Regions from separate parts of the Zea mays genome. Here regions 1, 2, 3, 4, 5 and 6 are each linked to region 7. The links are chromatin contacts, called in public Hi-C maps. All regions are on one chromosome and are shown on one strand. The core of a region is the stretch at or near the end of the contact, and the rest is flanking DNA. Distances in the headings are between cores, read along the strand shown. Region 1 holds the start of LOC100193911 (Golgi apparatus membrane protein-like protein ECHIDNA). Region 2 holds the start of LOC100285863 (alpha-L-fucosidase 2). Region 3 holds the start of LOC100217075 (GDSL esterase/lipase LIP-4). Region 4 holds the start of LOC100282347 (craniofacial development protein 1). Region 5 holds the start of LOC100284892 (alpha-L-fucosidase 2). Region 6 holds the start of LOC103650140 (dihydrolipoyl dehydrogenase 1, mitochondrial). Region 7 holds the start of LOC100194020.

What was found. A called contact is a pair of places that touch in the nucleus more often than the background predicts.
Region 1: a contact with region 7 is called in a Hi-C map of tassel, with 6 times the contacts expected there. The contact joins the promoter of LOC100193911 here to the promoter of LOC100194020 in region 7. A contact is called at or near these places in 4 of 25 Hi-C or Micro-C datasets (bundle sheath, ear, endosperm and 1 more).
Region 2: a contact with region 7 is called in a Hi-C map of tassel, with 4 times the contacts expected there. The contact joins the promoter of LOC100285863 here to the promoter of LOC100194020 in region 7. A contact is called at or near these places in 9 of 25 Hi-C or Micro-C datasets (bundle sheath, ear, endosperm and 3 more) and 1 of 3 datasets of contacts at active chromatin or transcription factors (leaf).
Region 3: a Hi-C map of ear shows a contact between it and region 7, with 3 times the contacts expected there. The contact joins the promoter of LOC100217075 here to the promoter of LOC100194020 in region 7. A contact is called at or near these places in 3 of 25 Hi-C or Micro-C datasets (bundle sheath, ear and tassel) and 1 of 3 datasets of contacts at active chromatin or transcription factors (leaf).
Region 4: a Hi-C map of endosperm shows a contact between it and region 7, with 2.5 times the contacts expected there. The contact joins the promoter of LOC100282347 here to the promoter of LOC100194020 in region 7. A contact is called at or near these places in 3 of 25 Hi-C or Micro-C datasets (endosperm, leaf and root tip).
Region 5: a Hi-C map of ear shows a contact between it and region 7, with 4 times the contacts expected there. The contact joins the promoter of LOC100284892 here to the promoter of LOC100194020 in region 7. A contact is called at or near these places in 12 of 25 Hi-C or Micro-C datasets (bundle sheath, ear, endosperm and 4 more) and 1 of 3 datasets of contacts at active chromatin or transcription factors (leaf).
Region 6: a Hi-C map of leaf shows a contact between it and region 7, with 3 times the contacts expected there. The contact joins the promoter of LOC103650140 here to the promoter of LOC100194020 in region 7. A contact is called at or near these places in 6 of 25 Hi-C or Micro-C datasets (bundle sheath, ear, leaf and 2 more).

The regions. Positions count from the first base shown.
Region 1 is chr3:61,251,902-61,255,900 of Zm-B73-REFERENCE-NAM-5.0, reverse strand. LOC100193911 (Golgi apparatus membrane protein-like protein ECHIDNA) reads right to left here and starts at 2,438. Exons shown (of 6, transcript NM_001138983.1): 1 at 2,261-2,438; 2 at 2,007-2,063; 3 at 1,720-1,923; 4 at 1,565-1,624. The coding sequence starts at 2,275.
Region 2 is chr3:61,133,275-61,136,962 of Zm-B73-REFERENCE-NAM-5.0, reverse strand. LOC100285863 (alpha-L-fucosidase 2) reads right to left here and starts at 2,046. Exons shown (of 5, transcript NM_001158753.2): 1 at 1,624-2,046; 2 at 75-260. The coding sequence starts at 1,921.
Region 3 is chr3:61,203,094-61,207,013 of Zm-B73-REFERENCE-NAM-5.0, reverse strand. LOC100217075 (GDSL esterase/lipase LIP-4) reads right to left here and starts at 2,556. Exons shown (of 4, transcript NM_001143445.1): 1 at 2,118-2,556; 2 at 938-1,287; 3 at 607-877; 4 at 116-521. The coding sequence starts at 2,415. The coding sequence ends at 289.
Region 4 is chr3:60,358,691-60,362,756 of Zm-B73-REFERENCE-NAM-5.0, reverse strand. It overlaps LOC100282347 (craniofacial development protein 1), which reads right to left and starts at 1,855. Exons shown (of 6, transcript NM_001155259.1): 1 at 1,610-1,855; 2 at 1,402-1,533; 3 at 144-224. The coding sequence starts at 1,441.
Region 5 is chr3:61,089,129-61,093,048 of Zm-B73-REFERENCE-NAM-5.0, reverse strand. LOC100284892 (alpha-L-fucosidase 2) reads right to left here and starts at 1,904. Exons shown (of 5, transcript NM_001370684.1): 1 at 1,307-1,904. The coding sequence starts at 1,697.
Region 6 is chr3:60,391,841-60,395,820 of Zm-B73-REFERENCE-NAM-5.0, reverse strand. It overlaps LOC103650140 (dihydrolipoyl dehydrogenase 1, mitochondrial), which reads left to right and starts at 1,654. Exons shown (of 2, transcript XM_008675787.4): 1 at 1,654-2,145. The coding sequence starts at 1,885.
Region 7 is chr3:60,815,669-60,819,690 of Zm-B73-REFERENCE-NAM-5.0, reverse strand. LOC100194020 reads left to right here and starts at 1,662. Exons shown (of 6, transcript NM_001139083.1): 1 at 1,662-2,004; 2 at 3,226-3,607. The coding sequence starts at 1,928.

The DNA of each region.
Region 1 (3,999 bases), core at 1,189-3,688, 440 kb before region 7:
ATTGAAATATGAGACTCTACACAGAAAAAACTACAACAACAGTGACTCAATTCATAAATTTTGGTCAAAAAAATTATAGGGCACCCTCTCAAGTGCCTCAAATATACTACACCGTAGTGTGCTGCCCTATAATCTAGATTTGAGGCTTTACTGTTGGAACAAGATGTTTTGTTGGTGCCCTAAATTCTATAAAATATACTCATTTTTAAATTATAGGACATTTTTATAGGTCACGTTGTTGGAGATGCTTTAACTAGCAGGATATAAAAACTATAGAAATGCCCCAAACTTTCATTTCCCAGTATAATAGATCAGCATCCACATTGGCTCAGGTCTAACCCCCCCTCTTGATAGACCATGCCAGTGCAATAATACACTTGTGCTTTTGCCACAACTTGATAGAAAAGGTTTAACCAGGAGTTACTAGTTATTATGATATGAATATCTCAGTTTAATCATGGTCATGGGAACTGGATGTATGGCCCATTAGGACAACTTCTCAAAACCACAGTTTGCCATGCTACCTCATTTAATTCATGTTACATTCCATCCATTGCAATTATATATCAAGGAAACATTAATTTTCACATTTTTTCAATCTACAGTTTGTATATGAAAGAAGAGTTAAATGTACAGCTGGTTTAGCAGCATGCATGGAAAACATCCACATATTGATACTATATTAAATACTCTGCTCGTTTTTGAATGGTTATCCCACAGGATACAGGTACAGAGAAATATATTCAACTGAAGACATGTATCTAATACTATGAGTTGATCACACATCTGTGCACACCTAGATTCAGCCCCTTTTCCTGGTGAAGGGTAACTTCAGGGGTACCAACACTAAAAAAACTTGATCTGCGGGGATAAGACAGCCCCCGGGCATTATATTAAGAAGACCTCATGCAGGTCGAGAAAACCCCTGAACCCCTGCCCCACTCATACACAGCGGCACCGTAGCCCATGTGAAAAACGACCAAGACCGGGACCGGGCCTTAGACTTGTGCTTTGGCGTGGAACAGACGAGAGGATTTTTTTAACCACAGCCTGAAATTCGCTCCCATGGGGAGTCAAAGTCAGGACCTAAGGAGTGCTACTCAGACCACCTAACCAACTCAGCTAGAGACCCTTTCGCGGTATCAACACTCAAAGGAAATAAAGTTTACAATAACCACACACTTACAAAATTACAACCAACGTCTCCCAGAATTCCTATGAGCCTATGCATTCATATCCATTTTAATAACAGCAGCAAGTAAGAAATGCATGTAGTGCCTTATAGTTTATATACATGAGTAATTGTCAATACTCTCACTAACTCTATGTGGAGGAATCTTGCATGCTTCTACTGAGTTCATAGAATTCCTTGTAGGTGGGTGTTATTTTACATAGGCTCCTCATCTCATTGTTACTTCCCTAAGAAACTAACTGCATGTCGTCTGAGTATACTAGTATAGATGTACATTCAGCAATACTTCAAGCAACATGAAACTTCTAATAGTACTACTTATTATTCCTACCAGAATATATAATAATAAATAGTGGCCTCTACAGCACTTACAGCCAGATATAGAGTCCACCAGAACAGCCATGAGTCCTTCTTATTCATCCTAGCCAGGGACTGCAACAAAAGGGCTAATTGAATATTTTGTGTGCACAGCTGGACCAAAACAGGCAAAAAAGGAAAAACAAGAATGTAAATTGCCAAATTCAAACCTCTCCATCAAGGCACTCAAACTTCCAGACACTCTCTCCCTCATCGTTAATCTCATTCCACCACCGCAGCCCAACCAGTATCCTTCCGCTGACATTCTTCACGACCCAGAAGTCAAGTGCTGCGAGGAGCACAGTGATGACAAAGATGATGACGAAGTTGTTCACGAACAGTGTGGACAGTATGTAGAACGCCAATGCCGATGCCTTCAGGGAGAAACAATCAGAATCAGCTAAAACCTAACCACAGTTCTGGTGCATATAAGATCAGAAACTGTAGCCATGTGTACCTTGAAGAGAACATGGAAGAAGCATGTCTTAGGATTTGCGTAGTTCTCGGTAACCTCCTGCAACAGGGCGGATCCAGTGAAGAACAACATGGGTGTACACATTCACACACGATAATTTTTGCAACAAAACAAAAGAAATGTTATGCATGATACTACATGATATAACAGATCCGAATGTAAATAGCTTCAGTTAGGGTTTGGGCGCTCAGTTTCGCACAGAAGGAATGGAAGACAAGAGAAGAGGTATGGGGTACCTGTTGGGTGCTCATCGCCGGCGAAGGGCCCGGCGACAACCTGGCACCTGGCGGCGGGGGCGCCGGGGCGGCAGCGATCGCCCAGTCGTCGCAACGAGAAGAGAGACGCGGGGGCAACGCGAGAACCTGGCGAGCGTGGCGACTAGCGAGTAGCGAGGGAGCGTAATCGGGGAAGGCAAAGCGGAGCAAAAAATGCAAGGCCTGCAGGGAGTCCAGTCCGGCCCTGCCGTTTTGACAGGAAGTATCGGGTCGGGCCAAGAAACACTTCGACACTTTTTGGCCGGCCCGAACTCGACTGTAGCGTGGCATCAGCAAGTGCAAGTATTTTGGGCTGCCTTTAGCCCTTTACCCATCCATCCGAAGTGTTGAGTTAGTTGTTTCTCAAGTTTCAAAACAAACTATTCAGTTGACCGTGCATTGCGACGGCTCATAATAACATTTATATAACATATCCACTAAAAAGATTTCAAGGTTTTTTATTGATTGACTCTGCTCTTCGCATAATAATTTTTATGAACGCACGGTATCGGGTACCGTAATTAAGGGTACCCCCAACACTCCTAAACACGGTTGGTAACCACCATCGGCACAAACCGTAAAGGCTGATGGGCACGGTTCAGATTAAGGCTTCGTCTACTCAAGGGACGTGATTTCGCCTCGCCCGAGCCCAGCCTCGGGCGGGAACTGTAGTCCCAGACGAATTCTCGCCTCGCCCGAGGGCCTCCTCAAGCAACGGGCGCACCCTCGACTCGCCCAAACCCCAGCTCGAGCAGGCTTCGTCGAGAAGCAACTTTGGCCAAATCGCCCCTCCAACCGACCGTATCGCAGGCGCATTCAATGCGAAGATCGCCTGACACCTTATCCTGACACACGTGCCTCAGTCGGCAGGGTCGAAGTGACCGCAGTCACTTCGCCCTTCCACTGACCGACCTGACAGGAAAACAGCGTCGCCTGCCCCGCTCCGACTGTTGTGCCACCCGCCAGGGTGAGGCTGACAACAGCCAAGGCGCAACAGGAAGCTCCGTCTCGCCCGACCTTGGGCCTCGGCCTCGGACGGTGGTCTCCGCCTCGCCTGACCCTAGGGCTCGGCCTCAACCTCGACCTCGGAGGAATCGCGTCCTCGCCCGACCCCGGCCTCGGCCTCAGGAGGAGTCTCCGCCTCGCCCGACCTTGAGCTCGGACCGACCACGCTACGGGGGATACATCATTACCCTACCCCTAGCTAGCTCAGGCTACGGGGGAACAAGACCGGCGTCCCATCCAGGCTCGCCCCGGTAACAAGTAATGATGGCTCCCCGCGTGCGTCCATGACGACGGTGGTTCTCAGCCCTCTACGGAAGCAAGGAGACGTCAGCAAGATCCCAGCAGCCCTGACAGCTGTGCTTCTATAGGGCTCAAGCGCTCCTCCGACGGCCACGTTACCGCGTACACAGGGCTCTAGCACCTCTCCGACAGCCACGTTGGCATGTACACAGGGCTCAGGCACCTCTCTGTCGGACACGTTAGTGAAAGGGAAATGTGCCCTTGGGCTATTTCTAAGTATTTTGGTGATCAAGTGCCAACACAAATGGTTTAAGTATGAAACTATGCCAAATGGTGGAAGAAGTGCAAATCAACACAAAGGTATGATTCTAGACTTAGTACATTGGTTTTTGTGTACTAACATATGTGTCTAAGTGCTAGAATCAGAGAAAAGACAAAAGGAAAAAAGAGTTGGCTGTGTACAGCCAACTACTATT
Region 2 (3,688 bases), core at 797-3,296, 320 kb before region 7:
TTGTTCATTTGTGACGGTTGATTTTATTTTGTCGAGGAATTATATTGGTTGAATATGATCAGAGTTCAACAAACCTTGATCGATGAGTTCCAAGGATCTATCTCTGAAGTACAAGAACTCCTGCACTTGTATGTGCAACGCAAATGGAACATCTCGCGGTTGCGTTGCTGCGCCAGCAATGGCGAAATTTGCACCGTTGCTGTAATTGGAGCCTAACGCCTTCAGAAATGGGCTCAAATAGCTGATGTTCAAGCTTTCGCCTGGATGCAATTTGGGGCCCAACTAAATGTTAGCAGGAGAACAACCATTTCTAGCATCAGTTAGTGATTTGCATGTACATGAAAGAGACGCATGGTCAAATTAAAATGTGAAGAAGAACATAAATCAGTGTAGAAGAACAACTCGCACAGACTTGCTCAGACTACAAGGTGAGGCCATCTCAGTATGCATTTGGCAAGGCTTGACGATCCATGCAGGCGAAAAGCAGTGGTCAGTTTATCTGGAACAAAAATGAACTCCCTCGAAAGTATTACTGCCCATTTATTTTCTCTGAGAGAAATGGGCATAAACAGGTATATATATCACCGCTTTCTTGAGATGTGCAATTTAAGTCGTCTCCTGTAAGGTGGAAAATGTAGTATGCACACCATAATATTATGAAACTATTATCAGAACAATTATAACTGTACCAGTCTGTTATTTATCGAGATATTGATATACTAAAAGATCAATTTGTATACTCTCCTTTTCTTTTATTTAAACAGAACAAAAGAAAAGGTGCTTGCTAGCTAAGGGATCATGTTGTAGCAGCCACACTGAAGGAGTGAATGAATGAATGCCGCCAGTCCTTGGAAAAAAAAAGAAGAGAAAAAAAAGGAGCTGATGCATTTGGAAAAGCACTAGCTCTGCCTCTCCTTGAAAAATTTGGGCATTTATCATCACGCGCGCACCGGCGGACCGGCCTGACCAACAACGAGCAGTCCAGCATTGTAATATAAATGCAGAAGACAGAGAGAACAGGTCAGAGACAGACTCTCGTGTCAAGGAAACAAGGCAGCTGGCGCAGAGTCTGCTGCGACCATGAATGATCACAAGGACAGGACACTAAATGAAATTAGACAGGAACAGGGACAGGGGCCAACCAATCTAGTAATTCGAGTTACGAGCAGAGCGCTTTCACGTGATAGTCCTTAATTAGCAGTGTTGCTTAGCTGAGGCAGTGTACTCTGGTTGGCAGATGGTAGTAGTACACATGATTAGCTTGAGCAACATAATACATGAGCTCCTGCACGTGATGCCGTGGTCTCAGCATCCCCACCGCATCTGCACTTTGCACGGAAAACAGATCCTGGCTGGCTGCTGATAGATGTCATGGCAAGATATTATGGGGTTCATCCGTCAGTGACTGAAGCTCCAGAAGGGTGATGTATTGGATGAGTTGTGGTATACTAGACTACTAGTGCTATACTAATTGTTAGTATCAGCCGCATGGATGATGACACAAAAGTTCAGATACGGATGGCGAAGACTGGATTAAGAACGGAACAGAATCCTCTGCAGAGCGCTGCTCTTTTTTCGGGGATGGGATAGGAATGGGGGTGGCGCCGGCCGGACTAGACTCACAGAGGAAGTCGATGGCGAGGCGGCCGTCGCAGAACCGGCCGGTGGGGCGTGGGAAGAAGGCGCGGCCCTCCGGGCGCGTGAGGTGCCACCCCTTGGCCGCCGCCATGCCGCCCGTGTCGGAGTTGGAGTCCCCGAAGTTGAAGAGCACCGGCCGGGACCCAGGACGGCAGCTGAAGCCGCCCGCGGCCGCTGGCAGCGCCAGCGCCGATGCTGCTGCTGCGGCCAGCGCCAGCAGCAGCCATGCTGCCGCCGCGGGCCGCGAGGTGGCGCGGGCGAGGCTGCCGCCCGCTGCCGACATCGGCGACCGCGCTTGACCCCTGTCCGTGGCACGTGACGTGCTGGTCGGGAGGAGAGAGAGAGATACGGGTCCTAGATAGATGTGGTCGCGCTCGCTGTCCGCGTCTGGCACTGGGTTCTGTGCCGGGATCGGGGTGGTGGCGGCATGGCTGGCTGCCTGGGCAGGGCAGTGGCATATATGCTGCTGTGGTGTGGTGTGCAGTGGGGAGGGGACGGATGGAGCTACCCATTTTACGACACGGTAACGCGTACTGCAATCATGCCAACGGGAGTGCCGTCGTCGTTTCCGTTGCCGTGGGGTGCCATGCGACGGAGGGTGCTGCCTTACTCCACGTAGTACACTGCTTTACAAAGATAAATCATTGAATTATCTCCTTTTTTGTTGTTGTTGTATTAGGAAATATCTAGTGTTTTCCTTTTTCTTTCTCGATCCATCTGGACGGTCCCACCTAGAGAATTGAACTTTTCCGTATGAGGGGATTGGATTGGAAATATGCAACCATGGTCGAAAAGAAGCGCCACTAACCTGTAATCTATCCATAGGTCGCTCTGGTTTTAAATTTGGTCAGCACGGTCAATACCTTGCCCTGCCCAAGGAACGAACAGACAAATCTCTAGTTTGTTGGTTGCGCTCGCTGTTTTTCCCTCCTACTGGTCCTTCACTGGTGTGGTGCTTCGGGGCCAGGGCACAAGATCTTGCCTCTTGTAGCATGCATGCATGCATCAGCCGACCGAAGCGTGCCGACCGGCTATAGATTTACTTAACACGTGAACCTTCGTTCTATGCGAACAGTGCACGCACGTGACCTCATCAACACAGTGTGTGTGTATATATATATATATATATATATATATATATATATATATATATATATATATATATATATATATATATATATATATATATATATATATATATATATATATATATATATATATATATATATATATATATATATATATATATATATATATATATATATATATATATATATAGGGAAGAGGTAATGGAAGCCCTGGGCTTCCGTTAGTGGGCGAAGCCCCAGCCAGGAGGCTGATCGGGTCGCGTTCGGCCCACTGGACGCCAACTTACGTCAGCCATGCATAGGATAGCCACGTATCCCGGCTGAGACGCGACATGCGATATACGCACACATAAATATATGTACAAATGTGTATAACTCATGCATAAATGGAATCTTTTATGCCACGAATCACGGGAAACGAATATTTGCATGTGCTTGCCGGTTACGACTGCATAACGCTGTGATACATGATAGCGTAAACCATGCAAACATTTAAAATCTCCCACCGGTTTTAAGATAAGGAAAGACGTGTTCTTCGTGCGCGTAAATAAAGGCGCAGTTACAGTAGGAAAAAATACGCACGCATAAATCATGCATAGAAGGGATCTTTTGTACCTTGACTCACGGAAACGAATATTACCATGTGCACACCGTTTACGACTGCATAACGTTGTGTAACATGATAGCATAAACCATGCATTATATAAATTTTGACCGGTTTGATATAAGGAAAGACGTGCTGCATAATCGCGTAAATAAAGGGACAGTTACGGTTCGAGGAGCATTAGTAGAAGGAAATAAATTTTAATTTACAGCCGCAGTTCGCGGGTTCTGCTCGGGCGGATTCCAGCGTAAAACGTGAGCTAAAACATCGTAAATGAGTACGAAATTTAGCGTAAATCATATATCTGTTTTGTAATAGCAAACGAAGCCCAAAATTACGGCGTAAAAATCGCGTGCAC
Region 3 (3,920 bases), core at 1,307-3,806, 390 kb before region 7:
GGGCCCTTGCCGCGAACCAAACAACTGCTTATATAGAAAGCTATGACAAACCCTTAACAGGCCACCAAGCAAACAAACCCTTAACAGGCCATAGCACTTCATCTAAAGCCCAGCTAGCGTTAGCGCTTGAGTCTCACAGGTAGCGTGCGTGACAAATAGGTCAATCGCGAATTATTCAGCATGATATGATCTGCGGTGCTTGTTACATTTCTTAGTTACACGAATGGATTCTCTCTCGCAACAGCTGAATCGCTCAGCTAGCTATGCTGGGTCGTACTCGTACGATGGTCATGCCTGGCAGAAGTAGTCGAAGGGCATTTGGGGCGTGGAGAATTGGCCGGAGAAGATCTTCGCGGCAACAAGGGCGTTTGCGGCGTCGGTGTAGTGCACGCCGTCCCAGCTGACGAACTTGGTGCCGTCCTCGCACACCCGGAAGCCCGGGCCGAGGCAGCTCACGTTGGCGTTGTAGTTGTAGGGCGGCCCGCCGTAGCCGCAGCACGCCATGAGCGGCTCCTCGAACCCTGAAACCGTGGATCGATCGATGAGAGCGAGGCCTCCTGGATGCACTCATGGATCGGAGGTCATCGATGAGACGCCGTCACTGACCGTAGGCGGTGTGGTTGGCGATGAGGTCGTACTTGACGAGCAAGACGTCGGTGTAGACGATGGTGGCGCCGCGCAGCTGCGACCTGAGGCCGTCGCAGGCGGCGCACAGCTGACCGTTGAACTCGTAGGCGCCGTCGTTGAGGGTCTTGAGGCAGCCGTTGTAGTCGAGGTCGCTGTCGTCGGGCCTCGGCGCGGCGAGCTTCTGGGGCAAGCAGCCCAGAGGGCCGGTGCCGTGGACCCAGAAGTTCTTGGCGCCGTTGTAGTAGAGAGTCTGCAAACGCCGTACGTTGAATTTTTAATCTATTTTGATTGATACTATTTGCAGACGTACCATGATAGCGTCCTTTATCTCTGACACGATAGCCGGGATCCTGTGGTGGACGACGTCGTCGTAGGGCGCTCCGCTCCCGAATGCGGCGGACAGGTCGTTCTGGCCGATGTCGATGAGGTAGAGCGCGTTCCGGAAGCCGTCGGCGTCGACGGGAGCCGTCCCGCCGTGGGCGGCGAGGTCGAGCGAGCGCTGCTTCAGGTGCAGGAACTGCTGGACCTGGACGTGGAGCGCGAAGGGGACGTTGCGGGGCAGCGTGGAGGAGCCGGAGATGGCGAAGTTGGCGCCGCCCGTGAAGTCGGAGCCCACGGCCTCCAGGTACGGGCTCAGGTAGCTCATGTTCAGGCTCTCACCTGCTTGCGCATTGCATTATTACTTATTAGTGGTTAATTCGGGAGGAGGTCCACCACACGCAGCATAGCTAGTGAGGCGCCGCGGCGAAGTGGCAATCGACTCAAGTACTGCTGCTGCTGTGTACGGCCGGCAACGACATCAGCAGGATCCAACGCGGCGCGGTGCCGGTTCGATCAGTCAGGGATGAAAGGACTCAGTTCAATGCTGCTGGCTGGCATGCACCACCAGACGGACGGCTGTAATAACAACCGTCTCTTGTTGCAGATCAGTGCAGCCGTCACGTCTCATCTTGACTGCTCCACGGTAAATTAATTGATGAGGAAGAAGATAATGGAGGTCACAAATGTGGAACAGACTGTGGAAGTGCACGATAGGTAGCACACTAGCAAGTACTCCCTCCGTTTCTTTTTATAAGTCGCTACTAGCAAGTACAGTAGCAACTGGTGGTATGCATGCCAGTAGAAAACCAAAGGAGGATGAAGAAAGATGGAATGAAAACTCGCGGTTGGTGCGCGATTCCTTGTCATTTTCTTGCGATGGTGGGGCCGTGCACGCGCGCTGCTTATCATTATTTACAAATAAAAGACGGCCTGCTCTAGTTGCGACCATTAAGCGTGTGTCCGTCACCATCAGTTGCCACCAACCAGAAGAAGAAAGCACATCATCTATCCCTATACGCCAATGCAGAGGACGCACGCTTGCAAATTGAACATGGATACGCCGCCAGCTGCGCGCGTCGCCCTCAGAGTGCGTGCGTGCGTGAGTGTCCTCAGCATTTGTAGGCGACTCACAGAGAGGTGTATAGCAAGGTGCTAGCAGGGGCACTCACAGAGGTAGTCGATGACGAGGCGTCCGTCGCAGAGGCGGCCGGTGGATCGGCGGAAGAAGACGCGGCCCTCGGGGAGCGGGTAGTAGTGCCCCAGCCCAGCCGCCACGCCGCCCGTGTCCGTGTTGGAGTCCCCGAACGCGAACACCACGGGCCGCCGCGCGCACGCCGCCGCCGGCGCTGGCTCTGGCGCTGGGTCGTCCTGTCCGGACACCGTCGTCGTCAACACCGCAACGAGGACTGCAGCGACGGCCGTCGTGAGCACCGCCGCAACAGCTGCACCAGCGCCACCAGCAGCCATGCCCGCCCGTGTCCCTCCCTGCTGGCTGGATGGGCTGTGCCTGCGCGTGCGCTCTGTTCTGTATGTACGTGTGTGTCGTGTATCGATCGGTGTATGTGTGTTTATAAAGTAGCCGGGCGTGTAGTGGCTGAGCAAAGTGGCTGTGCGCGCGCGTGGTCGATCGATCGGCCATGCATATATGCCCCACAGCTGCACGCATCTCACACGGGCAAATGACAATGTGACATGCAACATGCAAATGCAACGTACTGGCTTTCACGGACCACGGGCCGTGTGTTCTTGATTCCAAATTCCAAAATCTATGCAACATGCTAGTACGTACTAGCTAGTGAGCTAGTACCTAGGAGCGGGGAAAAAAACAAGTGTCGATGGTACTAACAGCGGGTATATCTAATTAAGGGCCGGGGTCAGTGTACACTGTATTCTCGCTTTTCTGGGCGCATCATCATCATTCAACAGGTAAAACGTACTGTACGATCTCGAGTGTTTATATTAGTTCTACTAGCTAGCTAGCTTTGGTAGCTGTAGCGAAATTGACATTGAAAACCGATAATTATTATTAATTGCTAGCTTGATAATAATGTTTGGTTTTTTTATGTTTATGAGTACTATGTTGATGATAATTAATTAAAACACGGTATATTTTATTTTAGACTTCTATTTGTGTGTGCATATGAGAAGTGTATTTTGGTCTATATACGGTTACAAACATAAGATATGAAGAAGTATATGCATTGTAGCAAACGGTTTATCATCGAGTTGTGTGGTTGGTGGGCATTTTGACAAAGCCATACGTGCATTTTTTTTCTAAATATCTCGGCTAGACTACTTTGGGATAGATCAAGTCTGCTTGCTAGCTACAAACAGTCACGGATCGGAGACGTACGCGTTGGTAGCATGACCAATTGATCATCATCAGTCTCGCCGCCCAGCACGCACCGAATGGGCGGGAGAAAAGCCACATGCGTCGCACAGGTTTGCAGAGGCCGGTGTGTCTGTTCCATTCCATCCATGCATGGACCGACCGACCGACCAACGACATGTACATGGAGACGTGCAGGTGTAACCGTGACGCGAGCGCCACCAACGGGCCGGCCGGTGCATGATATGATGCATGCGCATCATCGGCTTACAGGTCGGGAAGAAGAAGTGCATGATATGATGCCTGATGCCTGGGCCTGCGGTGTGCGGTGGTCGCCTCTAGATCCCTCGGCGGCCGCATTCCCCTTTGGGCGTCACCTACTTGCCCAGTGCGCGCGCGAGTCTGGATGGACGGATCCCTGCGGATCATGATTCAGGCATAGTGCGCCGAGATAGTGATGGGGGCGCACGCCTTGCCGCCGCCCAGCGCGCCCACAAAGCTTGCGTGAGATGCCGGCCGACACGGCTCCGCTATGGGCGAAACGGCGCTTCACGGCACCCATCACCCGAACGAACGAACGGTCGCATCGCACCAGCTTACCTCTTCCAGTCTCCTCCAACGTTGGGTTTGGCAGTTGGCCACT
Region 4 (4,066 bases), core at 606-3,105, 460 kb after region 7:
CATAGCCTATACATATGCATCACAAATTTGTTGACCCAAATATCTAAAAGGCTTGTTTCTAAAAAAATAAGCACAAAAGCACAACATTATTTTGGAACACAGAGGAGCAACTCAAAGCCTGGTGGAGCAAACACTATACATACCAACATCATGAGATTCTTGATGTGAGCTACTAGTGTTTGCAGAAGCAGTAAGTGTTTTATCTGCAACCGCACCTTTTGACCCTGGATCAAAACACATAGCAGAAAAATTACATCCACAGAGCCCCTAACTGAAAAAAGAATGAGAAACAATTATGGGGTTCTGTTCTGATCAGACATTAGTTGTGTTTTAGCAAGAAACAGTTGTTGTGCATTCTAAAATACCATGCATGCATTTCATGAATAGTGACTATAAACAGACATATTGTTTGACTTAATAAAAGATTATAAAGAAGAGAACAAAAAAATGTATCCACAAACTATATCAAACACGCTAGTCCAACACATTGCCTTCGTTTTCATGAGTAGCAAAAGTGCACTATATAAAAAGGTCATCACATTAAAGTAACTCGGAAGTCAAACCGATTCTACTGGAAGTTGTATGATCAAATCTTTTCTGTGGTTTTCATATCCTAAAAAAGGGAGTCATGTGCTGTTTCTTAGTCTTGTGCTGATACACAATGGTTCACTCCCTCCATTTGTGAGGAAGGCATGAAAGTTACTAGTGCCAACTGTTGTGCCATATATTACCCATTTAAAGAGGTAGACATCTAAAAAAGATAACTATTCTAAACCAAAGTATCAAAAGATACAGAACCCTTACAAACATGTTCTCAAGGGACATAACAAGAAATGAACTGCATGTTCCAACATAACCCATCTTTCTATAATTCTATGTATCCCACATACCAAAGGGTCAGGAACTTGTTTATACATTTCAAGCTGTTATCTCATCCTACTTATGAGACTTGCATCAAAATTAGACATCACATCTGAAAAGATAAATCTGCAGAAGTATCCTATAAACAGTCCTCTGTTTGTGTCAGAGTTGAAGTATGAATGTCAGGATCACTCACATGCATAGGACACTGGTAGCTAGCCTGAGCTGTAAAGAAACTAATGACAAAGCTTGAAATTTAATCGTAATGCGACCTCACAAGAAAAGGCAAGTAATGAACAGTAACTTTATCAAGAGCCGTACAGGACTAGAATACCCTGCAGACATATAATGTTACGAACGAATTACAGGGAGGACGATCTCTGCACTGAAGACACAGATTTGGACGCGCAAATCCCACAAGGAACGCACCATCTAGCTTGTAATCTCCCTTTGCATTTTTTTCAGCGAGGATTCCAATCCCATCAATGCAAAACCATGCAAAGCATTCCGTGTATCCAGGATTTGTTTGGGAATTAGTACCTGAGTCTCCCACGTCCCCGGCGGAGCTAGTTGACGCCATCTCCGAATCGATCCCTCGCGTCCCAGCGGCGGTTGTTGGCTTTGGCTTTGGCTTTGGATCCGCCTCCACTCGAGACTCGGGACTTCCAGCTACTGCTCTTTACACGAACGTCTGCTCACTGGCAATGCCTAGGAGAACCAGACCAAGAGCAAGCAGTCTGCAACTTACGTGAAGGCCGGGACGCTTTCTGGGCGTCGGCAGGGCGTCGACGCTAGAGCTACGGGCGGCGCTAGGGGCGGCGTCGGCGCGCGCTCGGAGGGCGGAGAGGCCAGGAGAGGCAGGGGCGGCGCGCCGGCTCTGGATCTGGAGGACACTCCTACACGCACGATGACGATGTGGTGACGCAGGCGGCTCCGGGGGCTGAAAAAGAGAGGAGAGGAAAGAACTAGGCTTGGCAGCGGGTCGGGTTCTGACCGATTCCAGCGGTTTTTACACCCGGTGGTATAGGTGTACATTTGGATCAGGTCTGATGGGTCGGTCCGAAGCAGAAAAAAATACGGTCTAGACACGGTGTTGGTGTTTTTTTTGGGCAGCACCAATCACTAGCGGTATACCGCCTGGCGGTGCCTCCGCGGCGGCGCGGACGGTCCGCGACCTGGGCGCAGGAGCGACACCTTCCCTGCGTTGCACCGGACGGTCCGCGCATAGAGCCGGACGGTCCGCGATGGCGCAGGGTCGTCTTCCTCCTTGCTGGAATCTAGATCTCGCACCTGAGGGAGAGATCTTAGGGCTCTTCGGGTCGATAGGTCACCCGGGGCGTCCCTAGACAACGTGGAGCTGCATAGGAATTAAGAGATCAATTCGAGGAAATGACCTTGGGTGTACAACTAGATCTTGCCCCCCGGAAGGGGTAAGATCCTAGGGTCGTCTTAGGGTCGGCAGACCACCCAAGATGGATCTAGACGACATAGAGTCGAATAGGGGTGGAGGTGGATATGCGGTAGACTATAACTAAAACTACGCTACATCTACTCCTAGGGCAGGAAAGGTAAATAAAGTAATTGATTCGATTGGAATGTGTTCAGGGGTTCTCAATCGGCCGTACCCCTTTATATTTATAGGGGAGGAGGTCTGGACCTGTTCCTAAGAGATAGCCAACAACTCCCACGTGATTAGATGGATAACCACACACGAGATAAGGATAAACACCTGAGTTAATCTAATCTCGGGGCACACGGACTGTCTAGGTCTAAGGGTCGGACCGTCCGCTCATTTTGGTGTTCAACATATGCCCCCCTTCCTTTTGGTGGAGCTTGGCGAACCAAAAGCACCAGCGAAAACTTCGGAAACAATTGACCTCATGAACTACTTTGTCCCCGAAGTAAGGACTCAGCTCGATGCAAGTCATCGGCTCTTGCGATCAGATAATATAAATACTTGATGGAACTTTAATGCACAGAGGCCGTTTCGGATTGCATCCTCTTCGGCCATGTCTGCCTGATCATCCTTTCAATAGGCAAAAACCTGTGGTGCCCCCAGCCCAAATAAGCAAATGAATTGAGCCAGTAATACGGATTCATCGTCGTACCACCCCACGCATGAGTAGGACAACACATCGACGATGGATAGACCGGAAAGCACCGCGCTATCCCTGGAGGAGGATGACAAGGCGATCTTGGTTGTGCTACCTTTTGGGTCGGTTTAGTCGGCTTTTGTTTTCGCGCAGATCGCCCTTTTGACTTTGTTTGTTTTATTGGCCGGTTGTGTGGAACGACCATCTTCATATATTTGGTAAGCAACTGATCAAAAGTAGAGCCGACTCTACTGAGTCGTCCAGACGTCTTAGTAGTGTTTTGTTTCCTAACACTTGTTTTGGAACGTTGTGGTCCGATGGTCTGAGGTTGCTGCTTCTGACCGTTTGCGAACCGTCCGACCATTATAGCCGGACCGTCTGCTCCTGTCTCCAGACTGTTCGGCCTTAGTACCCGGACCGTCCGGCGTACGCAGGATAGGTGATCATGATCGGGTGTTCGATCGTGCTTGCCCCCCGGTGCCTTCGGTCTTTCTTTTGTCCGGAGCCTTTCGAGTAACCATTCTGCGTGACATATTTGGTGTGCGGGGATCACCAATGACGATATTTTTATCTTTGCTTTTATCGGTCGCACAAGGCCGAATTATGGCCTTTTTGCTCGTCGGCTCTAATGTGGTGACAAGGACAGGTGGCCTGTCAATTTTCACCTCTTTTTGAAACCTCAACCAGCCTTTGTTTATAGACGATTGTATTTGCCGACGGAAGACGACACAATCATTGGTGTTATGGAGAAAGGAACCATGCATTTTGCAATACACGCACCCTTTTAATTGTTCAACCGGAGGAATTACATGTGACAATTTAATATTACCATGTTTAAGAAACTCATCAAATATTTTATCACACTTAGTAATATTAAATGTGAACTTAACTTTTTCCTTTGTGTCGAGTGCGGGTGAGAGCGAACAGAAGGTTTGGCCTTAGTGGGCCAAACAAGCTCAGGGACATGTGACTTTTTTGGTTCTTGGGGCTTGGGTGGTTGGTTATATTTATGCCGGCCTTCTGCACTAGGCGGATCACAGGTGACCTCTGGTATTCCGGACGGTCCGACCTGCGCAGTCGGACGGTCTGCGAGTGGATCGGACGGTCCGGTA
Region 5 (3,920 bases), core at 655-3,154, 270 kb before region 7:
TTTTTTTACCTATGTTGTGCAGAGATGTACTCACTCTTTTTCTTTTTTTTACCTATGGTTCTTCCCGACAAATCAATCGCACTTAGTTCCAGTTTCAATCCCACTAGATAAACTTTAGCAGCTTTTTTTAACTACTTTTAGCCATTTAGTGATCTAAACAGGAGAACTAATAATGGTGTGATAAAATTTAGCACATATTATCTCATAAGCTGCTCAAGGGGTGCTAAAAGTAGCTAAATGTGGGACAGGGAACCCCATTTTCCACCCATGCCCTCTAACCTCATTTCCTCTCTCTCCGTATTAGGAGCATATGTGTCTTTTTATTCCAATATGCTAAACTTTATTAGAGTAGTCCAAACACACCAAGGAACTAAACTTTAGCATTTCAATTTATATGGTTAAAGTTTAGCATTAAGCTAACTAAAATTTATCCAGTTAGATTGAAACAGGGCCTTGATTCTAAAATATTCATATTTATAGTATATAATCATTGAGTACCAGTACATAATCACTACCCTTAATTAGATAGTTTGTTGTCTTTAATAATACGTTTATTCGGAGATATAAATTGTCGTAAATATTTTTCTATAAATCTAGTCGGAGTCGAGGCGAAAAAAAATAATTGGCATGATTGTCACGGGCCACACTTAAATAGCGACGGACGGAGTACGCACATGTACCTTCGGGCCGACATAAACCTCTTTTTTTCAAATCCCACTATGGCCGATGCATGCTACGTCAACGTCCTTTAATTTCATCATCTTTCCTCCACTTGCATCGCGAAAAAGCCCATTTGTTTCTTTTTAGCCTTTTATTTAGAAGATAACAGTCACCATTATATATTTCTTTTCTGCGCACAAACAAGCTGGAGTGCTGGACGTACCTAGCGGTCTACTTGATCCGACAGTTGAAGGTCTGTTTGGTTCTCCACACTGAACTTTAGAGCCTTAATTATTTTATTAGAATATTTAGTTTATTTTTAATCTCTAATAAAGCTCTAGTGTAATAATAGAAGGCGAGGTAAAGTTTAGAGCTAATTTTAAACTATGCATCTAAACCTCTCGTTTAGAGTTTAGAGAGAAATCCAAACCGTTCATTGGTGGTGTGTTTCAGTACTCAGTCTATGTAGGATCTGATGGAGAGTTTACAAAAAAAGAAAATGGAGGAGGCAAAAAAAAAGTGAAGGATTTTACTGCGCTTGCTTGAAGTTGAATTCCAAGCGTGGCGTGGGGAAAGCACGTCTATGTCGTACCAGTTTGAGCTCGCGACGATCGTGGAAGGAACGAAGTGAGAACTAGCTACTCACAGATGAAGTCGATGACGAGGCGGCCATCGGAGAGCCTTCCGGTGGGGCGGCGGAAGAAGGTGCGTCCCTCGGGCAGGTTAATGTTCATCCCGTTGACCGCCGCCATGCCGCCCGTGTCGGAGTTGGAGTCACCGAAGTTGAAGATGACCACCGACGACGACGACGACGACGGGCGCGGTGGAGGAGTGGTGTCCCGCCGGGCACCAGCATCGGCCTCCACCGGCCGCGGCGCCACGGCCAGGAAGCCGTACCCCGCGGGGTCCGGCGCGTACCGGAGGCAGGCGAGGACGAACGCCGCCGCCACCCCGGCCATCACAAGGTAGTGGTGCAGCCGCAGCGTGGCGCCCGCCGCCTTGTTGCCCCCTCCGGCGCCTGCAACAACGCCGGTCATCCTCCTCGCTCTCTATGCCTAGATCCCCTTCCGATCTATCTAGTCTCTACACCGTCTGTGGTCACGCTCCGCGCGGATGCCCACCAAAAGCGAGCAAAGTCTCCTCTCGATCTCCCGCCGCGCCCGTGCAGTGCAGTGCAGGGCCGGGCGCGACTGCGTGCGTAGTATGTATAGGCGGCATGCAGCAGTTGAGGTTGAGAGGTTGAGGTGTGGCCTCAGCCTTTTTTCCCACAGTAGGTAGTACCGTAGTAGTAGCAGCATAGCATCTCCTCGTTGTCGGGAGATGACGAGACGTCGCACGACGACGAACCGACGGAGCGATACAATACAACAATGGTGGTGGGGAGAAAAGAAAAGGAAAAGGAAAAGGCCAAGCGCGCGGAGAAAGGCGATGCATTAACGCGCGTGTTTATGAATCGATCAGGACCCTCCGCTGGCATCTATGGCGCCATGCTTGGAGTCAAGGGCGGTTGGTGGGGTGGCGGGGTCTGTTGATGATGGTTTTTGCGATATACTCCAAGCATTTGGAGTAATAAAGGCTGGATGCGCGACGCGCGCGCGCGAGGGCGGAACGGCGACGGCGCATCTGATCGGCTTCGCTTGCTGCCTCGGGGACCGACGGCGGCGCGGGAGGGGAGGGACGGGACGACATCATCAGGTAGGTGCCGGGGCGCGCCCACCACCCGTCCGGCCCCGTGTGACTTGTTAATGGCGCAGGACCGCGGATACCGATCGACCTGTCGACTGTGCTTATGTAGGAGTACAGATCGGAAGCTCCCGCGTATATAGCTATAAGCTATAGTGGGCACCGCCGTCCCGTCCTGTGGCGGGAGCAGCAAGCAACAACGCCATCGCGAGCACGACAGTGGCCGCTCCGCTCGTGCGCGCGCAGACGGAGGAGAGCGGGCTGCGCGCGTCCTGTGGCACCGCATGACGCGCATTCGTCGTGCTCGAGAGCGACTTTATATTTATACACAAGACAAGAGTGAGCCCTACGGTTTAGGTTTACGCCCGGTGGCACCACACGACACGACGCTGGCTGGAACTGGAACCAGCAGGAAGGTTTTTTATCGATCTGTCGTGGCCTCCTTGGACGCACGGAAACGCATTCCTTGTCCGTCATGGCGACTGCTTCGGCCAGAGCGCGCGCGAGATGCCAAGTGCAAGCGTGACGTACGCTCGGGGGGCCCCACCAAGACAGAGCGAGCGGCACGGCGGTTGCGATGTCACTTTGCAATCAACGTACCAAGCTAGATGCGACCGAGCTAGCAGTTTTTTTGTTTTTCCACCGGCACCGGCGGGGTCTCGGGAGAGCTGGTAAAGTAGCCGGCCGACGGTGATGGGCAGACAGCTTGCGAGGGTTTCAACCGTCCGGACTCGGGAGAGAAGCTAGGTAGGTCCCAACCGCAGCAAGAAGGTACGTCGACGTCGCTCGAGGTGAGGCGGCCCAACAGCGCCTGCCCATGTGTTGTGCTCTGTGCAGGGAGAGGGTCCTTTTGGACGTGTCCGAAATCGGGAAAGATCAGCGTCGTCCTTGAACGGACCCCCCGGCCCCTTCTTCGCCCATCGCAACCCAACCATACACTACTCGATTCCACCAATCAGTCCGCGCTCGAGTCGTCCCGTCTAACTTGACAGTGTTGCCGAGTCACATCGGACTTTCAATTATTGTTGCCAACAAAAACAAAACCCCCGCCACTCTATGAGATCACACAGTACAAATTATGTATATGAAGAAATCGCCCACCTGATTTCCCGGGCTACGCCGTAAAGAACCAACCAGGACCGCCCAAATCCCTTCTTTTCTTTTCTTTTCTCGATGCGACGAAAACAGCACACCTTAATACCTTTCATATTGTCTCCTTTTCTTATTCAAAAGAAACTACCATCAGCATAGTGCTCTAAGGTTTATATAAAGGTGTTGCTGGGGAATTCTCCACCGAGTTTGGACCCATCCTTATCCCCATAAATCTATATTCACCCCCGTATCTTGTCTTCTAGCGGTGATGCTAAAGCTCACTAGTAGACTTGTTAGTTGTGGGTTCTGAATCACTAAGTATCAATCAAGGGATATTTATTTTAGTGGGAGTAGATTGTATTAAATGTTTAATATGATTTACTATATCATGGATATTTTTGTCTTAGTATTTTGCATTATTTTGTTGTAGATAAATGGCACCTAGCACACCAACATTTACTTTGCGATCAATTCTTGAAAAGGAT
Region 6 (3,980 bases), core at 405-2,904, 420 kb after region 7:
ATGAAGCTCCCTATGTTGGGGCCTTCGCTCTTGCTCATCTTGAGCGAGATGGCGTACTTCTTCAGTAGCTTCGTCAATCTGCCTCTGAAGGTCGGCTAGTCGAGCCATCTTCTCCTTCTTCCTTTGTACCTGTTGATGAAGCATCTCCATGTTCCTGATTTCTTGGTCCAGCTCGTCCTCCTGGGGTGTTGGACTAGTGGCCTTCCTCTTCTGGCTTCGGGCCTCTCGAAGAGAAAGAGTCTCCTGGTTCGGGTCCAACGGCTGTAGAGCGTCAGCCTCTGTCGCTGAAGCTTTCTTTGGTGGCATGACGAAGGTCGGTGCTTACCGAAGGTGGTCGAAAAGAGTTCACCGGAGGTGGGCGCCAATGTCGGGGACTTATTCTCAAATGCTATGAGTTAAGAACAAGGCAACACAAAAGATGTTAAATGTTAAAGTCCTTCGTCCTTCGAAGCATTATTTCCCCTGGGACATAATGATTTTCGGACGAATGTTATGAAGGACATACCTTCATCAATATAAGATATAATAATGAAGAAGAAATCATATGCAGTATAAGAGATAACATAAACAATTATGTATTGTTATCAACTCATTTCTATTTTATTATTATGGAAAAACAGAAATGATATCAAATTACAAGTGTACATTCGACTTGAAAGAAGGTAAAAGTACAAGCGTGACGCAAAAGCAAATGCCAAGTCAGCGTGAACAGTATGGGAGCACTGTTCACCTATTTATAGGCACGGGACGCAGCCCATGTAAAATTACACCCATGCCCTTTACATTTGCTAATGACTCTATAGTAACCCATCGAGGTCTGAATAACCTTTTCCTTTTTAAGTCAGTTTCCTTTTCTGCTATCGTGCCGAAGCTCTCCTGCACATAGCTTCGTCTCTGCGCCAACCTTCGTGTTCTTTGTGCTTCTTCATATGGTGGTTCTGATCCGAGTCCAAAGATACCTGTTCATGTATTATACTCCAGAAACATTGTTAAATCATGTTTTTGAGGACCTTCGGAAGCCGAAGGCCCCCAACAGTTGCTACTTTATCTAATTGTCTATGGTGTTTTTGAATAGATGATTGAATTATGTTAGAAATTTTGTAATGGTACTTAGATGGATATACTTGACAATTGTATAATATAAATGTTTAATCTTTGTGGGTACGGATGACCCGATAAGTACCCGTTTGGTTAGAGGGACTAATCTTTAGTCCCGTTTAGTCTCTATTTTGCCAAACGAAAGGACTAAAGTAGGGACTAATTGACTTTAATCTCTAGTCCCTCACATGGGTGCTAAAAGGGACTAATTGATAATATTTACTTCAATTGCCCTTGCTTAGAAAACTATTGTGAAACAAGAAAATAGGTATTTTAGTCTTTATGTATTAAATTTAATGTATTTAGAATATGTTTAGTCCTTACAACCAAACAAGGTATAGACTAAAGGCATGTTTGGTTTCCTACCTAAGGCGCCACAATCTGCCTAACCTTAGGCGCTCGAATTGAAGAACTAAGGTTAGGCAGAAAAGTTTGGCACATTGTGGCGTCTTAGGCACCAAACCAAACAACCCCTAAACTTTAGTCTTATGACTAATGAAACCAAACGGGGCCTAAGTAATTCATACTACATAAGTATGAGTATGGATACGAGATAAATTCATATACACCGGTGTATATGGGTGCTGGATATAGCTTTTTTTTTGTCGTGTTGCCATTTCTACCATAGGTGTTTCCCTTTTTGCTACCTCCATTCCATTGTCTTTCCATCCCCGGTTGGCCGGTTCCCCACGCCCACCTTTTCTTCTTCCCATCTCGTCTCTCTCTTCAGCGCGCAAGGATCTCTTCGTCGGGGAGAGAGGACCAAGGAAGCGCCCGCGGAGAGAGATGGCGCTGGCGATCCTAGCGAGGCGGCGGGCTGCAGCGGCCGTGTTGCGGCGGCCGCAGACGGCGGCGGGGGCGGCCGTGTCCGCCTGGAGGGCGTACGCGGCGGCGGGCGAGGAGAGCGACGTGGTGGTGGTGGGCGGCGGGCCCGGAGGGTACGTGGCGGCGATCAAGGCCGCGCAGCTGGGGCTCAAGACCACCTGCATCGAGAAGAGGGGCACTCTCGGCGGGACCTGCCTCAACGTCGGATGCATCCCATCCAAGGTGATGCCCTAGCTCGTCTTCTCAGCTTCTCGCTCTGGTAACCCCATTGCTGTGCCACCAATCTCTTTGTTGCGATGTGATGATGTTTGATCTGGGGTATCAGATCTGTGAGAATCGCGGATTTGGGGGTATATTAGGTCATACGGCTGTGAACCTAACCTGTTAGGTCCTTGATGATGCAGTTTCTTGGGTGTGGGCTTCAGCTTCGTTTCTGCAGCGGATAAATCTGGTGATCCTGAGAGCTTTTTACACTGCTAATAGGGTTTCAGAAGCAGTTTTTGTTTCACAGCATTAGGGTCCCTCTGCAAGAGTGATGGCACATAAAACTTTTGTTTAAAATTTGCTGTCAAGGATTGGTATAATTATGAACCAATCTCCTGTTATGTTTAGAAGTCTTCAGTTTATCTCTGCTGCCCATTTGGAATCGGTGCGAGATATGTTATAAAGTGCTTGTCTAATTGCGTTTCTTTGAAATCTGGCATCTGCTTGGTGATAAATTTTTACTACAGCATCATCAAAGTTACTGGTATTGTTTTGGTGTACATCAGTCACGGACAAATATTTTGAAATTGTTTGATGTACCACTAATCAATGATCTATAGTTAGGTCAAAATAACGACCATCCACTAATTCTAAATGGGGTGACTACTTCATTTTGGTTTCATTTCCTGTTAAAGGACTGTTATGGTTTTATGTAATTAGTTGAAACTATGTGCAACACTTCTTTTTGTGTTCGAACTTTTGGCAGCATTTTGTCACACCATATGGTCAAGGGCAGTGAGGCCGAGGCGGAGATCAAGAGATCACCTGGGCCACTCTATCTGAAGAAATACATTGTTTTCTCTTTTATTCCTGTACTTCTTTTTTCCTCGGGGCCCTTGGAGACTTATAGATACAATTTGGAATTCCACCAGGGTCCCATGGTCATGGGTCTAATTGTTTTTTGTTGACCGAATGGGTCCAATTGTTAATAAAAGAAGTAAAGAACACTTCGGTTCATCTTTTACGTGTCATGTGGGGTCTCCCCTACATCCGAAGACAGCACGCCAGGGACGTTCGGCGGGTTGCTGAGCGCGCTGCGTCCAGGTCCAGCGTCCAGGAAGGAAACCAGGAACATATTATTAGTTAGAATAGAAAGAGAAGTAATTAGATCCTAAAGTTTAGGAGGAGATTGTTTCCAGAAACAAATTAGTGGCTAGAATAGAAAGAGAAGGAATTAGATCCCAAAGTTTAGGAGGAGTTGTTGCAAGCCAAGGATATTTATCTCTGTAATCGTCACTTGAGGAAATTAAGCAAGAATTTAGTCCTCCAGTCTTCTTCCTCCTTTCTCTACCAAGCCGATGGCAAGGGAGTGTAACCCTGTCGGCGAAGACGGACCGAGACTACGAGTTGCAGAGTCGAGGGCCAGCTACCTTAGGAACCAACGCCCTTGACAACCTGGTATCAACGTCCTCTGTTCTTAAGGCGTCGCCTAGGCGTCCGGGCGGTGGTCTAACGCCTAGGCGCCTTGCTCGCCTACCTCGCCTAGGCGTCGCCTAGGCGTCCAGGCGGTGCTCCAACGCCTTGGACTGCCTTACCGCTTTAAAAACCATGTCAACGTCACGTCGATCCTGTTCTGTCCATTTCGAGTATTCCTCCACATCCGCCGCGCCCAAAGCCAGCCATCCACCATCACCACAGTCCTCTACTACCTCCACCCCGCAGCCGCCAGCCATGGCCGATCCCACTATGAAGGACGTGATGGAGATGCTCAAGTCCACCATGGAGATGTCCACCATGAAGGCCGACATGGCCGCTCTGAAGGAGCAGCTGGCTTCGAGTCCGAACACCGGTGC
Region 7 (4,022 bases), core at 413-2,912:
TGCTTGGTGAATGAGATTACAAGGGAGCTCTCCGAATTGAGAATGCAGAGAGTTGAGGTGGATGGCTGAGTGATAGGGTCGATCGTTCTGAAGGGGTGCCCCCTAGGCCTTATATACTCGACCGTGGGGCAATACACGTGGATATGATAACAATGTGTAACTAAAAGATAGTGAACTGTTTGAGTTTATCTCTCTATAGTTCCGTCGACCTATCCTGGCATGGCCCCGTTGCATGGGGGTTCCAGCGCGGGAAAGTCGGATCTCTGTTGTGGTCGCTCGCTCGACGTTGTGGGCCGTCCGGGCTTGCACCAATCCGGCCTCATGTCGATCTGCTTTGCTGATTGTCCCTCCCCAGGGCCACGAAAGAATGACCTTACGATTTATTGGGCCCTTGGGCCTTTCGTGAGGTCTTTTACTCTTCTAGTGGACCCGGGGGATATCTGTCCCCCACAGTGGGAACATACAATTAGGCCTGATGTTCCAATTGACCTAAGAGGGTATTTTCTTCGTACCACCTTCTCAACAGTTTAATTTTTTTCTATGATAATCATTGTATATAACATAGTTGGCCAAAGATTGTTCTATAGGCTTAATACCAGCTACCTCGTTCTACAAGTTATGACCATGTGGGGAAATGACAGACGAATGAAATTTATTAGGGTGAGTGTAATACGTTCGTTTAATGTTCAAACATACATTCTGGTTACATAATACAAATTTGACGTTTTGTTCTCTGTTGTCTTTGTGTGTAGGATGCAAAGATTTTTCAAAGGAACTTTGTGATTGATCTGTTAAGTTATGAGGACAATTCGTGTCGATATGTCATCCCTGTAAATATACAACAACGACTTATTGATATCGCTGAAAAAGACTAGATTAGTGTATGGTTGTCGACATATTTGTTTGTCATTACAAAGTTCTAAATTAACTCTTTAGAAATAATTTGTATGATATAGATAATGTTTACCACACAAAACTTACATATCATAGTGATATTTTTCGTTCCGTTTATATATTTCATACAAATTTTTTTACTCCCGTCGCAGCGCACGGGCACTCACCATTATATTCACGCCGCCCATCGCTAGGGCTCTAAGTGTATTGGAGGCTCGCAATTTGTGTTCTGTAGTATTGCACGGGCACCTAGGGCTTAAGATCTTTTCAGAATGCAAATATTTTATAGAAATAAAGCAAAAATTTTATAGCAATCAGTTTAATTTTATCATGTACTGTAAAAAATAAAAAATGAACAGGCGATTTGGTGTCATTCATGCGGAGGCACGCGCGATTCATTCAGCACGCCACGCGATGCGGGGATGTGGAAATAACAGAAACGAAAAGAAGGCCGCCTACCTGCCATTTTTGAGCACGTGGCAGGGTTGACAGCAAGGCTCAATAGGCGCATTACACGTGCCCCCCTTCCGCCTCGCTGGTGCAGCTTTCCTCGGTTCCTAGCCCCCGTCGCCACGACTCCACTCCCCGTTCCCCGATAGCAGGAAAGCGAGAAACAGCCACCACAAAATCTCCGACCCGGCCCCACTGACGGGACCCACTCCTCGGTTTCACTACGACCCTCGCCCAATCCAGGCCCCGCAAGTCAGTGAGGCGAGGCCGGACGAATGGCAAGTTGGGCAGCGCGGTCCGAGGGGCGCCGCCGACCCGACCGTGCTGGAAACTTCTAACCAAAACCCCTAATGTCTCGAGGTGGCGCACCCCAACAAACTGGCTCCGCCTCCTTCCTCCTCCCCTCCGGCCTCCGCCGCTGCCTTCTTTTCCCCGTGCGCATAGTCGCTCGCAGAGGCGCCGACATCACTTCGTCCGGACCGGAAACACGCACGAAGTGAGGACCAGCACCAAACACCGCGCCGCTTCTCCTATATTTGTTCCTCTCCCGGAGCCGCATCGTGTGTAAGCGTGTGGCGGATCCATGGCAGCGGCGGCGGATACCTCGGAGGCGTCCGCGGCAGGAATCGCGCTCGCAGAGGCCAATATCAACTGGGAGAGGTACGCGCCACGTTCCCCTTCATAGATAGAGAGTTAATAAGAATCCAAAAGAGGAACCTTTTCATCCTGGAAGTCAGGTTACGTTTGCGGCCTGGCATCTTTTGGTCCTTCTCCAGATCGCCAGCGTGCTTTTAGTTTGGTTGGACTCTCAGCCCGCCGCTTGCTCCCGTGCTTGGCACGGGCCGAGGATGAGGAATGGGCAGCCAGGGAAGAGTGGGTTACATGAAGGTGATTCACGGGCGCATTGCGTCTTTTCCCAACCTTTTGGTGGGCGGGGGCCGCGGCAGAGGTCCACGAGATCAGTGCCGCAGATGTGGACGGGGAACGGAACTTGGTATTCTGGGAAACCTGTAAATTTAATTGGCAAAACTTGACGTGTTTAGAGAGGAATCGATTGTATTCCCCAATTCCAGCAGCCGCTGCTATGTTCAAGCTGGTAGTTACTATACTTCAATCTGCTTCAAACTGGTGCGGTTAACAAGTAGACATGTTTTTTTCCCATTGTTCATCTTTGTATGGAAATTTGACACAGAGATGAGCATGTCCTTAAAGAATAAGGAAATCCAAATGCTTAGCTTTTACATATGACGTATTGTTTTAGTACACATGTAACACGTCCCAGCAGTTTCTGATTCTAATTGTGCTTCTGGGGTCCTTGATTCAAGCCATAGCTTATAGGGATTTGTACTGAGACCTTATGTTGTAAATATTCTCCTTTGTGGCATATGAGTTCTCAATTTCTCAAGGCAATTTCCATTAGACAGGCAATAGCTATGCACAGAACTGACTTTTGCCTTTAAAGAATGGGAGATTCATTTGTGAACTAACGTCTACACCCATCAAGATTTCATGAGCTTTCTTTGTGCCAAAAGTTCTTCAACGTTTGTACATGTAGAAATATTTGGAGAATTATGTTAAGTGAAGAAAGTAGTTCAGGTACTCCTGATTGTTGTAGATCACTCTAGGGTTCATAAAATTCCTTTAAAATCACATGTTCGAACTGTTACTGTTACCTGCATCTTTTTCATCCATGATGTGGACAGTAATTTTGGTTTTCATGTCACCTGTACTCAAAGGCCTGTAGAGTTGCATGCTATTTTGGAAATGTCATGCTGGCAACATGGCAATTTGCATAAATTATGGACTTCGAATATATAAAGAAAATGTCAATTTTTCATGTTCCTATAACTGATGTAGCTATCTTTTTGTATCACGCTTAAGGTTGGACAAGACGAGGTTTCATGTGATTGGAGCTATCCTGTTCACGGCCCAGCAAGGTGCTCTGCACCCAACAGCTGTTGTGAAGACTAGGATGCAGGTTGCTGAAGGTGGGCTTGCACATATGTCTGGGTTTGCTGTTTTTAGGAGGATATTGAGAAGCGATGGCATCCCTGGCATTTTCAGAGGATTTGGCACCGCTGCTGTTGGAGCTCTGCCTGGGCGAGTGCTAGCTCTAACATCACTGGAGATCTCTAAAGAAATGACATTTAAGTATTGTGAACATTTTGATCTGTCAGAGGCGTCACAAATTGCTATAGCAAATGGCATTGCAGGTCTAATGTCGAGTATCTGTTCATGCTCATACTTTGTGCCTCTAGATGTGGTGAGCATTCTTTCACACTAGCTCCATATTGTCTTAAGTCCAACTTTTGTGCTTAGCAACTATTAGCCAATTCACCAACAGCATGTGAACAAGTTTGTTGAATATATTTGTTTCCAACGGAGGACGCTATAAATCTGAATATATGATGCATGTGACGTATGAAGCAATGAACACAGAAACGATCATTTGACATATTTTCATTTTTGGGTGATACTCCTATAGTGAAGCTATCATGTTGCAATTGCTTGTGGTTCTTTAGATTTCTAAACCTCAGTCATTATACTGTTCATTTTAATCATTATGTTCGCTTTATGATGCATAGCTATGTACATTGTCAAATCATGATCATTGTACTGTTTCATGAAGTTCCTAGATGACTATCTTTCTGTACAGAGCAAGGGCTGACCATTTAAGG